2 separate regions of the Anas platyrhynchos genome follow, and region 2 is linked to region 1. A link is a contact called in public Hi-C data. All regions are on one chromosome and are shown on one strand. The core of a region is the stretch at or near the end of the contact, and the rest is flanking DNA. Distances in the headings are between cores, read along the strand shown. Region 1 holds the start of LOC113842743 (transmembrane protein 14C). Region 2 holds the start of SMIM13 (small integral membrane protein 13).

Region 1 (6,687 bases), core at 1,807-4,306:
GTGCTTTGGCAATAACTCAGTAATTCTGTGTCATGTTTTGATATAGCCTGAGTATTCTTCCCAAGTTACTTCCTTTGATCTTAAACTAGTGGCTAATACACATACTTAACATTAGGGTTCACTTCATCCCAGCCCTATTTTTATTCCCCTTTATTCAGCCACTAGAGGGAGGCAATCAAATATGTGAGCTGATGTTCCTTTCCAAGTCTACCTAATGCTCTTCCATGCACAGTTTAAACAGACTAGGCATGCTGTAGAGAAAAATCTGCATTCAGGAATATTTTAGTATGGCCAACAGAAGGCAAAAGTTACAGGTATCAGTCACTGTGTCCTAAAAAAAACAAAGCAGGGAAGCAAAACTGTGAATGCTTCTTCCTGTAGTGATGACTGGTGGAGTTTATGTGGTATTTTAGCTGCACTGTTGAATGGCCCAAGTCAGCAGCACTGGGGTGGTACAAATTGGGAGTGAATGTGCTGCTCTCCTGAACAAGCAAAGGTGGCTCAAAGAGGAGGTCTTGAATAGCAGCAGTTTAACATCCAACTTTATTAAACCATTGCTAATTTCGGTTTTAACAAACTGGATTGCAAACGGCAGCAGTTCAGAAATGACAACACATCATATTCAGATGTCCTGAAGCATGGTTGGTAACCCCCAGGCATGGGTCTGAAAGGGCTGGATCTGCTTCAGTCAGCTTGTTCTGTGTTTATAGCTGTCAACACTTAATAATGCAGATTTCTGCAGAAAGGCATCAAGAGTTTATCTCCACAGCAGGTTTTTGGTGGAAATCCTACTCACTTTCTTGTGGAGGGAACTTGCTACCATGGTGGCAGCTGAAGAGACAAGTCTTTTAAAGAAAGAGTTTTAAAGTGCCCAACTAAGAGTTCTGGAGCCAAAATCTGCCCCCCCCTCCCCCCCCCCCCCCCCCCAGGTTGTTCTGTCTAGCTGAATATCCCCAAATTGAAATGTTCCAAATAAAAGACGATTTCACAGTTTAATGTGACTATTTAAAGTAGCACAGAGTACAAACAAGGTTACATTTCAGTTACATTTCATTGTTCAGACTCAAGAAAATACAGGCAAATGGCAAAATATCTCCCAGTAGCAGAAGCAATAAGTTTGGCAGTTTGAAGCCACAGATATCAAAGGCTCCAAGCCTGAGCAAATACAGATGTTTTACGACTGTGTTGTAGTACTGGTTATAGAAAGAACCCGGAAAAAAATCAAAGGTGGTTAGTCTACTGGGAGACCTTGATTTCGAGTTTGTTATTGTTGTTTTTAAATGAATGCTACTCTTTGTCATGTTTTTCTTGAAATAAATCGTTTTGTTTTCATTGTGTGACTGATTTTTGGGTGCAAATCATCAGCTTCTTTTCTTTTTAAATGAAGACAGGCTGAGGGAGTTGGGGTTGTTCCGTCTGGAGAAGAGAAGGCTCCAGCGAGACCTTACAGTGGCCTTCCAATACCTAAAGGGGGCCTACAGGAAAGTTGGGGAGAGACTCTTTGTTACGGAGGGTAGGGATAGGACAAGTGGGAAGGGTTTAAACTAAGAGAGGGTAAGTTTAGATTAGACATTAGGAAGAAATTCTTCATTCAGAGGGCAGTGAAGCACTGGAACAGGTTACCCAGAGAAGCTGTGGATGCCCCATCCCTGGAAGTGTTCAAGGCCAGGCTTGATGGAGCCTTGGGCAACCTGGTCTGGTGGGAAGTGTCCCTGTCTATGGCGGGGGAGTGGAACTGGATGGGCTTTGAGGTCCCTTCCAATCCAAGCCATTCTGTGATTCTATGATTCTAAAATAAAAGGTTCTGACAGCTGACCTCAATAAATACATCTAAATCAGTGTGACCTGACAGTATTAGCAGTGCTATGGAATATCAATAACAGACATTGCCCCCATTTTTTTCTACAGATACAGTGATAACAAACAAACAAAAAATTCTTTCCAATACTACTTTTGACTGTCTTTCTGAATCAGTATGAACAGCAGAGCAAAGTTTTCCATGCTGTTTCACCCCCTCAAAGCTGACTGGGCCTGTATTGATGCTGTATGAGCTGCTTCATTCCCATGCAAAATTCTGTGCTTTTTCTAGATGCTGCATCATCCTTTCTTCATTCCCTAGCATCTCAGATGTCCGGTCTATTAAAAAAAAAAAAAAAAAAAAAAGAAAAAAAAAAAAGAGAGAGAAGCAGCATGCATTCCTTTTTTTTTTATTTTTTTTATTTTTTTTTTGTCACTCAATACATGAACTAGGAAGGAGAGGATGCTTGGAAGCGAGGAAGTTTGGAGGAGCTGATGGCATGCTCTATCAGAGAGGTAGGGAAGAGATACCACCACTGCATCACGCCGTGCTTGCTGTCATCTTAGTCTAGGACAAATCTTGGACTCATCACCAGGGTTTGTTGAACTAGTCCGTTAATGCAGGTAGGTGGTGGTGCAAGACATGGAGCGCTCTGGTGCACAGTTGTACAGCACCGTAGTCAGTCCTGCAATGGGATGTATGAGCTGACAGGGCTGCTTCTTGTGGAATTTTCTCCTACAGGGTTCTAAGTACCTCTTTGATGTGAGAGCTAAGAGTTCCTTCCCAGGCTTTCACCTTGCTAACATACAGCCTTTCTCCAGTCCCAGCAGGCACTGCCGGGGTCTCACTTCCCACCCCGCAACGCAGCACCGTGGCCTTAACAGCGGAGCCGTGGCGTTATTAGCTCGCACGGCCTGGCACAAGGCAGCAGAAGGGGCAAGCAGCACTGGGCGTGCGATGGCGAGCAGTTACCCCAGGCTGAGACCTGACGGCAGCACACCCGCGGGGCCAGCCCGTGCTGTGCTGGCCGGAGCTGCACCTTCAGCCCTGCGCCATGTGCGTGGCTGCAGGCACCGTGCTGCCAGTTGTGCCTAACGCGTGGCTTCCACGCTGTTTCGGGGCACCCTCACACACCGCTTTATTGAACACCGGGCATCCTCACAAGCCCCTTCACCGAAGCTCGGGAGCCCTCAGAAACGCCTCTCTCAGAGTCACCCGTCCCCTCCCCCCCCCTACACACAGGGGCGGGACGCCGGGCAGGCACCGCCCGGCCCAGCGGCAAGGTCGGCGGGGCGCTGCCCAGCGGCCGTTGCGTTCCCTGCGCTCCGCTGCGCTCCGCCCGGCCGGCCGGGGGTAGCCGCGGGCCCGCCGATGGCCTACGACTGGGTCGGCCTCGGCTACGCCGCGCTGGTGGCCTCGGGGGGCATCATCGGCTACGCCCGGGCAGGTGGGGGCGGGCCGGGGGAGCTGCATTTGTGCATTTGGTTGTTTATTTATGCGTGTGTTCGGGGCGCGGGCCTGCTAACGGCTTTCTCCTTCCCTCACCCAAGGCAGCGTCCCGTCTCTGGCCGCCGGGCTCCTCTTCGGTGGTTTGGCGGGGTTGGGGGCCTACCAGCAGGCCCAAGACCCAAAGAATATCTGGCTTTCTCTCGGTAGGTGCGCTTTGTGTTTCTGCACCAGGCGTGCCTGGTAGCGGTGCGAGTAGCAGCGCTTTTTCTAGCGCGTTTTTTTTAATTTGTGCAGGTGTTGTAAATGGCGGCAGGGCCTCCTGCACGTAGCTGGAGGTGTCTGTGTAAGGTTTGTAGGCTCTGAAACCTCGCTGCCCCTCGAAGCTGGAAATTCAGTGAGAAACACCTCCCTCTGCTGCCAGGCTTGATGCCACCTTAGACTGATGCAGGTGCATGGTGCAGCTACGAGAGCTGTGGCTGCAGAGGGGTGCACAGGCATCTCCGTACAGCATGTGCTTCAGTGTGTCCCACGCTAGGGGAGAAAGCCTGAAGCCTCCAAAGCAAAGGAGGGAATGGTGATGTACTCTCCTTGTTTACAACAGATGATAGGAGAAGTTGTGGGTTTAGCTGGTAGTAAACCCCTCAGGTGAAACAAAAGGCTGCAGGTGTGGCTCCAGCTGAGCTTAGATTGGTCACACTACCTCATAAGGAAATCTCTGAGAGAAGAACCTCCTTTTTAGAGCAGAAATGTACCTTGAGGATATATTTTACCCTGTCTGATAGAAACTAATGTGAAGTTTTTATAACACCTGCCTTTATTCTTCAAAGAAATGGCAGCCCTGTAACTTTTTATGTGAGTATTGATTGGATTTGTTCCAGAGTTAACAATCAAATAATTAGGAATCGTGTTTAAAACATTAGTTGCTCTTTCAGGTTGATCCTTTGGCTTGTTTTTATTTGCTAATTCGTATTTCAAGTGGAGTTTTATGTCTGAAGTTATTGTTGTTAAGCCATTAAAAAATGTACTGTAGCTCATAATTACTGTTGACTCTTAATCTTGTTCAAAGCTAACTTCTTTTGCATGAATGTATGTAGGAACGTAGCATTCAAATCTAATGTCAAAATGCAACTATTAATTTAGTTCCACCTTTCAGTTCCAAAGGTCACCAAGAAAGGGGCAGTGTAATAATATTTGGCTCCCCCATGGTGATCTTTGTCACTGTCCCACCTTTTTGGCCATTTTGAGGATATCTGTATTCAAGGAAGTAATCATTCGCCTTGCACAAATAAGGAGAAATTGAAGGGGAGCTAGTAATTTGCACAGGGGATCAGAGTTTTTCGGTGTTTAGGCAGTGGTCTTAACTCATTAGAACTACTCATCTCTAGTGAGCAGCAGAGTATGCTTACCAAACTGCTGTAAAGCTTTCAGCTGCTCTGCTACTTAACAGAAACAAGGAAAATGTTTACTTCTGTGGGGAGGAGGGAGGCATTCCTGCCTGTGTATTTGTGCCTGCTTGGCACTGCCAGTTGCCCTGACAGTGCTGTGCTGGTGCTTCAGACCTGCTTCCCTCACGTAGTCCTGACTGCACTTCTCTTTTATCAGTGGCATCTGGAACCTTGTCTGCTGTTATGGGAATGAGATTTTACAACTCCAGAAAAGCAATGCCTGGGCTGATTGCTGGGGCCAGGTAGTCACCTGTTTTCTGTTCTCGTCCACATTTTGAATAAGCATTTTATTTAACATATACATGCCTTATAGTGTTTAAAAATATTACACGGTGAGTCCTGTGAAAAATGAAATCTTATGTTGGAGTTCAGCTAAATTAAATCATATCAAGTTTTCATGTTGTTTTTTAAGATTTTTTGCTACCCCTTGCTTTTTTTTTTTTTTTTTTTTAACAAATATTCTGTTCAACAGTATACTGATGGTTGGACGGCTTGGATTGCAGATGATGGAAAAACCTCTTAAGCCATAAGCCTATCTTCGAGTGACTTGATGCAGATCATTAAGAAGCCTGGAAATGCAACTGCCTGAATGTACCACACAAAATAGAAAAGGCACTACTGACTGTGCACTGTATTTTTCATATCCTAACGCACATGGGTCTGTCTTTAAAGGACATAGACCGAGAACCTGTGTTGTCTTCCAAACTGGCACTTATCTCAGTATCTAAATTATGAAGGAAGAAAATATGAGTGTGGGGTTAGTTCAGATGCTTGTTCCGCAGATGACTGTAGAAAGAGGCCTGTTGGCGCTTTTGCGTGCTGATAGGAATGAGGCTTAAATATACGTGTGGACTTAAAATCTGAAATCCTTTGTACTTCTGAAACAATGGGAGACAAGTTGCCAACTTGTTGCTAATACTGTCAATAACAAATGTGTTTGTTCTGTCACCTTTCCCCTCCCACTTCCCTGACAGCTTATCTGCTCATCACGTTTGTCAGTCAGGGCCTTTTTTCTGCTAGGGCCGTTAGAGCCCACAAAACAATCATGGAGCAGGCTGTCAAGTTGCTATTGTGATACAGTGAAAGTAAACCCCTTAATTAGTTTTTCATGAGGAAAAGTGCCCTGCTTAATGTCATTCATTTCACTTTTACATACTATCACTGGTAAGAGAAATAAAAAATGTGCTTCATTAGATAATGCTGAATTGTAGTCATAGCACTTGGATTTCATGAGAATTAAAATGTTATTCTAAATAAATGAAAAAATTATGATTACAAACTTACATTCTCTGTAACTGTTTTCTTTAATCATTCATCTGGATTGATGCAATTTGGTACCTCTTCTGTAGAGTATCTACATGTATTTGTGAATGTGAATTGTAGAAATTATCCTTGTTCCATTCCCTGAATATAGGGACTTTTAAGTTTCCTGAACTGGTTGGGGAGGAGGAGTATAGCCAGAGGAAAAAAGCATCTGCTTTATATATTCATACAAGTATTTAATTGTTGTTGTTTTTTTTTTTTGTTGTTTTTTTTCTGAGAGAAAATAATCTATTTAAGATTGGAAAATACTCTCAGTGAAAGTTTATTTAAAGACTAAAGGGCTCAGATGATTCCCTCACAAGTACTCTGTTGCCTGAAATCATTCTAAATATAAACTTGCAGCGCAGCTGGGAGCTATGCGTGGATGGTAATATATCCCTTCCTGGTATGATCTGTCTTATGTCCCTTTCTGCACAGGGCCTGAACTTGATGTTCACAACCTCTGGTGTCTGGTACTGCGAGCAATGGAAGTGGTGGGATTGATCTGTTAGGTTAGATAGCTTGCAGGGCCTCATTTGTTCAGAGTTCCCTAAGTACTGAGCCAGTACCTCGGCAGGAGGATGACCACGTACGTATTTTTTTCTTCCCTTTTTCCTTCCTTTCTTGTTGGATAGTTTTATGCTCTGGACATGGATGGGAGCAGCGGAAGTGGGAAGTCTATTCCCATAGGAA
Region 2 (6,687 bases), core at 1,708-4,207, 140 kb after region 1:
AGATAAAGTATATATAATGTTTCCATTTTATTTTTATTATTATTTAGATGGAATCTGCATATATGTTTCATTTTACACAATGTGTTCCACATGATCCACATGAAAGGTTTTATTTATTAGGAAACACGGGATAACAAAGACTATATTCACCAAATGATTAGAGAAGGAAGTGTTTCTCCTGTTATCTCACAACTTGGTTAAAGTATAACATCCACAGTGTTACCCCTTGACTGTGCCTGTGAGGATGTGAACTTGAATTTAACTGCTTCAACAATTATGCTACACAGTCTTTTTTATGTGCTTGTTGATGGCAATTTCAGTACTGCATTCATACTGGTCTCCAGCAATCCCAGGCCACTGAGACCAGAGGGAAAGTGTGGAACATGGAAGACTTGCCGGCAGTAAAGGAGGACCATCTTAGGGAGCACTTCAACAAACTGGATATACATAGGTCCATGGGGCCCGATAGGTTGTACCTATGAGTGCTGAGAGAGCTGGATGATGTCATTGTGAGGTAATTCTTAGTAATTCTTAGTTGTCTTTGAAATGTACTAGTGACTGGGAGTGATTCCGGCAGACTGGAAGAGAGCATATGTCACTCCTATCTTCAGGGAGGAAGACCTAGAGAAATACAGGCCAGGCAGTCTTATCTCAAACCTTGGGAAGACGATGGAGAAAATCTTTGTGGAAGTGTCTCCACATACACGAAGGACAAGATGATCGTGAGTAGTTAGCATGGATTTAAGAACAGAGAATCATGTCTAATCGACCTGATAGCCTTCTACATAAGGTAGTTAGCCCAGTGGATGAGAGGAGAGTGTTATACTGGGCTGCATTAGGTAGAACATTTCTGGTAGGTCAGAGGACGTAATGAGGTAATCCTGCTCAGCTAACCCTGTGGTTAGGACATGTGTGTACTGGGTGAGAAACCTTGTTGAAATTAGGCAGAAGGTGAAATGCTTCAGCTTCAATCATGATATTCTGAAAATTTTTGGATTGTATGTTCTCCTCAGATTTAAGCCAGTTATGATTCATGAAGCTTATTTGTTCTATTTACTCTTCATTTGCTTTGTGGGATAAAAAAAGTTTTTAAGTACATCACTTTTTTTTTTTTTTTTTTTTTAACTAAATATGTAACAGCTGCTAGGTTGGACATTTCTCTCCTTTTGGTGGTTACTGTTCAACCTGAGAAGTCTTGTGGTTAGGAAGCTTTTCTGATATTCATGTCACGTTTTTCCTTTCTATAAGAGAATTAAATTTCTTGTAGTATAATTTGAGAGCACTTTAATTAACAGAAGATAAGTGATTTAGAACAGTTAGTATGAGCAACCAAAATATGGTATCTGCTTTGCCTTTTGAGCTAGTTCTTTTAAACTAAGAGCATTTACCATTTCAAGATGCCTTAAATTCAAGCCTGAAGACCCATCACATTCAAATTTAACATTCTGAAGAAACACACACTTAAACAAATACAATTAAGGATTTCCAAACTGAACATATGTTGATTAAAAGACCATCTTCCTGTGCAGTGTAATATGAGAAATTTAGTTGCTTCCTGTTTTCATTTTTATTGTGTAATATACTGCTTTGGATGGTATCACTGTTATAGATATTTATCACTCAAAAATGACTTCATTCCAAAATAGTTTTCCAAGATAATTTTTTCTTCAGTTATGGTTGCTGATGTGTTTCAGGGATGTGAATTAATTAACTACTATTACTAAACCGGTTTGGAACTGTAGGATAATGTATATGAAATTTTTTAATAGACCCCAAATATGACAGCTACTTTACAGGAATGTGGCAATTCCATACCCAGAGAATGTACTCTCTGTGAAAACTAAAAAAAAATAGAGAAACACAGCACTGTAGCTAGGAGGGAACTTACTTATTTTTCAAAAGCGAATACAGTATCTGTTATTGCTTTGCTGTTTGTTTGCAATACAGAAGATACCTTGCATAAGTATGCATGTAACAACTGCTTAGGTTAGTATTAGAGTGACATTTAAAGATGTGGAGGCATTAACAAAGTACAAAGTTATTGAGAAGTATCAGAAAAGGTGTTTCAAGTGGAATTAAACTTGCAAGACATGATGAGTGGGTTAGGCAGAGTATTAAATAGGGCTTGGAATTATAGGAGAATAGTCTAAAATAAGAAGATGGAACTCTGGTCTGATTTGGTGAAGTGACAGCAAATTTCAGAATGTGAATGGAGGATTACAAGTGCAGGTAATTTTAGGTTACAGGTTTCCTGAAAGGAGGAGGCACATGACATACTCAACGAGCAAGAAAAGAAAGAACTTTAGCTTCACTTAGAAGGGGAGGTTTTAAAATCAACCATGTAAGAAACACAAAGGATAAGTGGATTAGCCTTCGACATCCCCCTGCAATGGTGACATCTTCATGGGCAGTCACAGCTCTGCTCTTGTGGATTTAAGCACACGTTTTCAGTAGTTTTAGGAACATCAGCCGGTGTCTCCCATGCTACAAGGGAAAGTCACAACCTTTTCTTTTCCAGTGCTAAAGGTGAAAGTGCTAAAGTCTGCACCAGTGGGGCTGTATCGGTGAGGAGCGCAGCCTTTATCTCACGATTCCTGGCAGTTATCATTTCCTCGGATTTCCCTAGTGAGGGCAGGGCAGCTGCAGTGTTAGCACCACAGGTCCCGTGGAATTTGCACCCCCGCTGTAACGCGCACATCAAACAGCGGGAAGCCAGCACAGCGATGACAAAGTGAAGAAAAACGACGGGCTCCCTCAGCGCGGGGGAAGAACTGCCTCCTCAGAGCCGCTGAGGCGCCGGACCCTTCTCGGGCGGCCATTACAGGCGCTGGCGCAGCGACACCATCCCGCGGCGGGGACAGGCGGCAGGGCGCGGGGCACGCTGGGACTTGTAGTCCGCGCCGCGCAGAGGCCTGCGCGCTCCTGCGGGAGCCGAACTCGGACTCCCGGTGAGCCCCGCGCGCCCCTCAGGGCCCGCCCCGCCTCTGCTCCGCGGAGCGGCGGGGGGCGACGCCGCCGCCGCCAGCTCGCGTGGGGCCCCCCCCGGCTCCGCCAGCCCTCGGAGCTGCCCTCCGCGCGGGGGGCGAGCGGGCAGCATGTGGCAGAGCATCGGGCTGACCCTGCTGGTGATCGTGGCCACCCTGGCCTGCGTGCTGCTCTTCATGCTGTGCGGTGAGTGGCCGCGGGGCGCGGGGAGGAAAATCCCTCCCGGACCTGTGCTGAGTGGGGGGGCCGGGGCGTCGGGATGGGGGTTCAAAAAGCAGCCCCAGCATGCAGGGTAAGCGCCACCAAGCCCAGCTGCGGTGCAGACCTGTGAGATGTGAATCCACCCGGCGTCTGCTGCTCGGGGGGTTTATTTTTCTGAAAACCAAGGGGGGTGACCTGAAGGCTCAGCTGGCATCTAATGCTTTTGAAAAGAGTTGTGCTCAAAACTGCATCGCGAAAAGATGTAGTAACGTCAAGGGGCTCGACAGTGAAACGGCAGGTGAAATCCAGTATTGACATCTGTGGAGTTACACCCCTGAGAACTGAGAGGTATGTGCATACGTAAATCATGTGGAGAAGCTTAAGGGGTTCAGACTGAACTGTTACTATCCTGAACAGAGGATTAAATCAAGGCACTCAAAGAAACTTTCCGAAATACATTTAATTCATTGTAGAAACGACATAGGCAAATCAAATGTTAAGACATTTAATATAAAATAGAAAATGCCATTATATTGCTACAAGGACCTATCACGTGCCTGTATCTCAGTGTATTTCCATTACCTTATTTATAGAGAAAAAGATCTCCCAGATTATTTTTTTTAAAAGCATAGAACGGTGAGAGCTGTGCAGTGATTTCTGCATGAAGAGATTCTAACTAGGTTAGAGCTGTCTAGCCTGGAAAACAGTTGAATGATGGAAGGTGATAGTTATAAAACTGAGTAGAGTGAAAAAGGTGAACAGGGAATGGTTGTTCCATTTCCTTGTTACAGAGGAATTGGAGTATATAAAGGGAAATGATCAGGCTTAAAAAAGAAAGAAAAAAAAGGAGAAAGTATTATTTTACACAAAGAAAGGGGAAAATGGTAAGCTCATGAAGAATATTAAGAATATTTTTGATTCTAAAACTTATCTTTCTTCTATGAACTTTAAATGGTCCATCAATGTGTTTAAGCCCTAGTACTAATGTTAAAAGGTAAGGGAACATCTGAAATACAGATTATTGGGGGTAGGTGAGGCACCTTGTAAGCTTTCCCTGCTCCTTTGCTCTTTTCTCCTGTATCCCTTCTTGTCCATTGTCACAGACTGAACAGTGACACAGGTGGATATCTGTTCTGAGATGGGTTTCTTGTCTTCAGTGGATATTGTCTGGCCATCTTCTGTCTTTTGGAGGTGCAATGTATTTACTAGGCTTTCCGTGCTGTCAGAGTACACGTGAGAGATCATTAATGCTGAAGGCTAAGAATAACTTTACAACATACTGTTCAAAATCAGAAACATTTTCTCTAGGTGTTTCTGCTTTTGTCTCTGTATGACAAATGGTGTGAAGTGCTGAGGGATCTCTTTAACTTTGCCTGGTAACTTCTCTTTAGTACTTCCTTGCTTAAAAATAGCAAAAGTAGTTAATAACTTTATTTTTAAATGGCTTATAAATACTTATCAGTTTGGACTTCTGTATTCTACACTCAGATTTAATGAACACTGTGCTTCATCTGTCCTCTGTATCTTGTTTTTAACAGTATCAGAGTTTATAAATTGATTGCTAAAATGTGCCTAGATTTTAAAGGTAGTAAATGCAGGAATCTGCTGTTTATATAGGGTGCAGGTGTAACTGTTACCCTGACAGAAATGGCTGCTAGGTAAAGTTTGGTATGATTTATATAGCATTGGTAATGGTATTTTCCCAGTCCTACACAGCATTTACTAATCAGTTAGTACAAGGATACTTCTAGTTCTTGTGCCAAGACTGAAAACTATTTCAGGAAAAGTGGTATCAAGACCACTATTAGGAGAAATTAGTATAAACTACCTCCAATCAAATTATTTGTGCCTGTGGTAGGCAGCATCTTACCAACTTTTGTACTGAGGGGGTCTCTATTTGTAAAACGAGAGCCTGCCAGTCTCCCAAGGAGATGAGTGCTGTATGTATGCCAGGATACAAGTAAATGCTAGCCAGTGAGGCACACAAGTTAATGGACAAACTTGAGACAAGGATGACCGGATATAAGCTTGAGTAAGCTTAAGCTGATAAGAATATTTTATAGCCATCTGATGAAAGGTATTTAACAGCCTCAGAAGACTGCCAGGGTCCAAAGACTGATGAGCTGTTACTTGTATTTTGAGTGGCTTGTAAAAGGACTCATGGTGTGAATGCTTGCAGAGAAAAATCTACTAAAATATCCAGGAGATGTCCCAGGATTGCCTGAATTTATGTTGCTCATCACAGATGTGATGGGCTAAGCGCTATGAAAGCCTCCTATAATGTTAAATTTCCTTCCAGTTATTTTTTTTTTTTCTGAAGTGAAAAGATAAAATTCAATGCACAAACTGTCAGAAGTTATTAGGACCAGTTCGTCAGCAATGTGAAAAGCAAATGATTATACCTGAATTTTGCATTTATGTCTATACAAGTACACTGAGTTAGTGACCTGAGTTCTTTTTCTGTTTAACGCTGCTGTGTGGGAGTATCGCCAGGGGGGTCGACAAGCCCCATGGTTGGTGATGTGATAACATGGGATTCCTGACGATGAAGCCATGAGGAATGTAAACAAGCTAGAAAGAACAAAGAAAAGTGATTCACGAGACCCTTGCTGTCTCAAACAGCCTGTTCTCCAACCGTTAAGACTTGGAAGTGGCTAAATGTTTGCTGTTACAGGGCAAAGTTGTTAACTAATGAGTAGCTAGTGGGAAAGTACCGCTTGTAGAGCTAATGGTATAACAAGGAAGCCTGTCCTCAATAAAAGTTACTGAAGTTACTGATCCCTAAAGAAACCCTGGTGTCTGTGTGGTCATTACGCCACACTTCTGGATGCTTGCAATTGCCATTTCCAATCCTAATCTGGAATTGTTAGGAAGCACTGAAGGCTTGCAGCTAGTGAAATCTATTTGTAAAACTGAGCACATCTGACATAAAAACCATTGAGAGACTACAAACATGTCTAGTTTTCAATTGCTCTTCTAAAAGTGGACCTAAGGTAACTTCCTTCCACTTTATAGCCATCTTTCCAGAGTTCCTTTCTCTGTTTTCTCTCGTGATCTCATTGCTTTTGTGCGTTCCTTGTTGCTGGTAGGAATTTATGCACAGTGAAGGAGATAGATTGAGTTGAGACCTCGTTTATAACACCTGAGTTTTTTAATATTTATAAAACAAATATTTCTAAAAGGTATAAAATGCAAGTAAACAGTGCTGGGTGTGCGGGGAGTCTATGCTCCACCAACACGCACACACAAACATCAAACATTCTAAATATACAGAACATTGCTTTACGTACTAAACGCGAGTATGCCTATACATACGTACAATCAGGAAAGGTAACAAACAATCCTTTAGCTTCCATGACTTAATAAACTCGAGTACACCTAAACATATCAGAAAAGGTAACAAATCAGAAAGAAATCAGAAAAGGTAACAAACAATCCTTTAAGTTTCTCCATTTTCCATTCCTTTTCTTGATTACTAACAAGTCTCCATTTTCCATTCCT

Evidence for each region. A called contact is a pair of places that touch in the nucleus more often than the background predicts.
Region 2: a contact with region 1 is called in a Hi-C map of subcutaneous adipose tissue, with 2.5 times the contacts expected there. The contact joins the promoter of SMIM13 here to the promoter of LOC113842743 in region 1. A contact is called at or near these places in 3 of 8 Hi-C or Micro-C datasets (liver, skeletal muscle and subcutaneous adipose tissue).

What each region holds. Positions count from the first base shown.
Region 1 is chr2:91,487,945-91,494,631 of IASCAAS_PekinDuck_T2T, forward strand. It overlaps LOC113842743 (transmembrane protein 14C), which reads left to right and starts at 3,057. Exons shown (of 4, transcript XM_027451591.3): 1 at 3,057-3,245; 2 at 3,349-3,450; 3 at 4,850-4,934; 4 at 5,165-5,975. The coding sequence starts at 3,170. The coding sequence ends at 5,222. GCNT2 (glucosaminyl (N-acetyl) transferase 2 (I blood group)) reads left to right here. Exons shown (of 4, transcript XM_072033098.1): 4 at 1-1,332.
Region 2 is chr2:91,627,055-91,633,741 of IASCAAS_PekinDuck_T2T, forward strand. It overlaps SMIM13 (small integral membrane protein 13), which reads left to right and starts at 2,958. Exons shown (of 2, transcript XM_027451574.3): 1 at 2,958-3,171. The coding sequence starts at 3,096.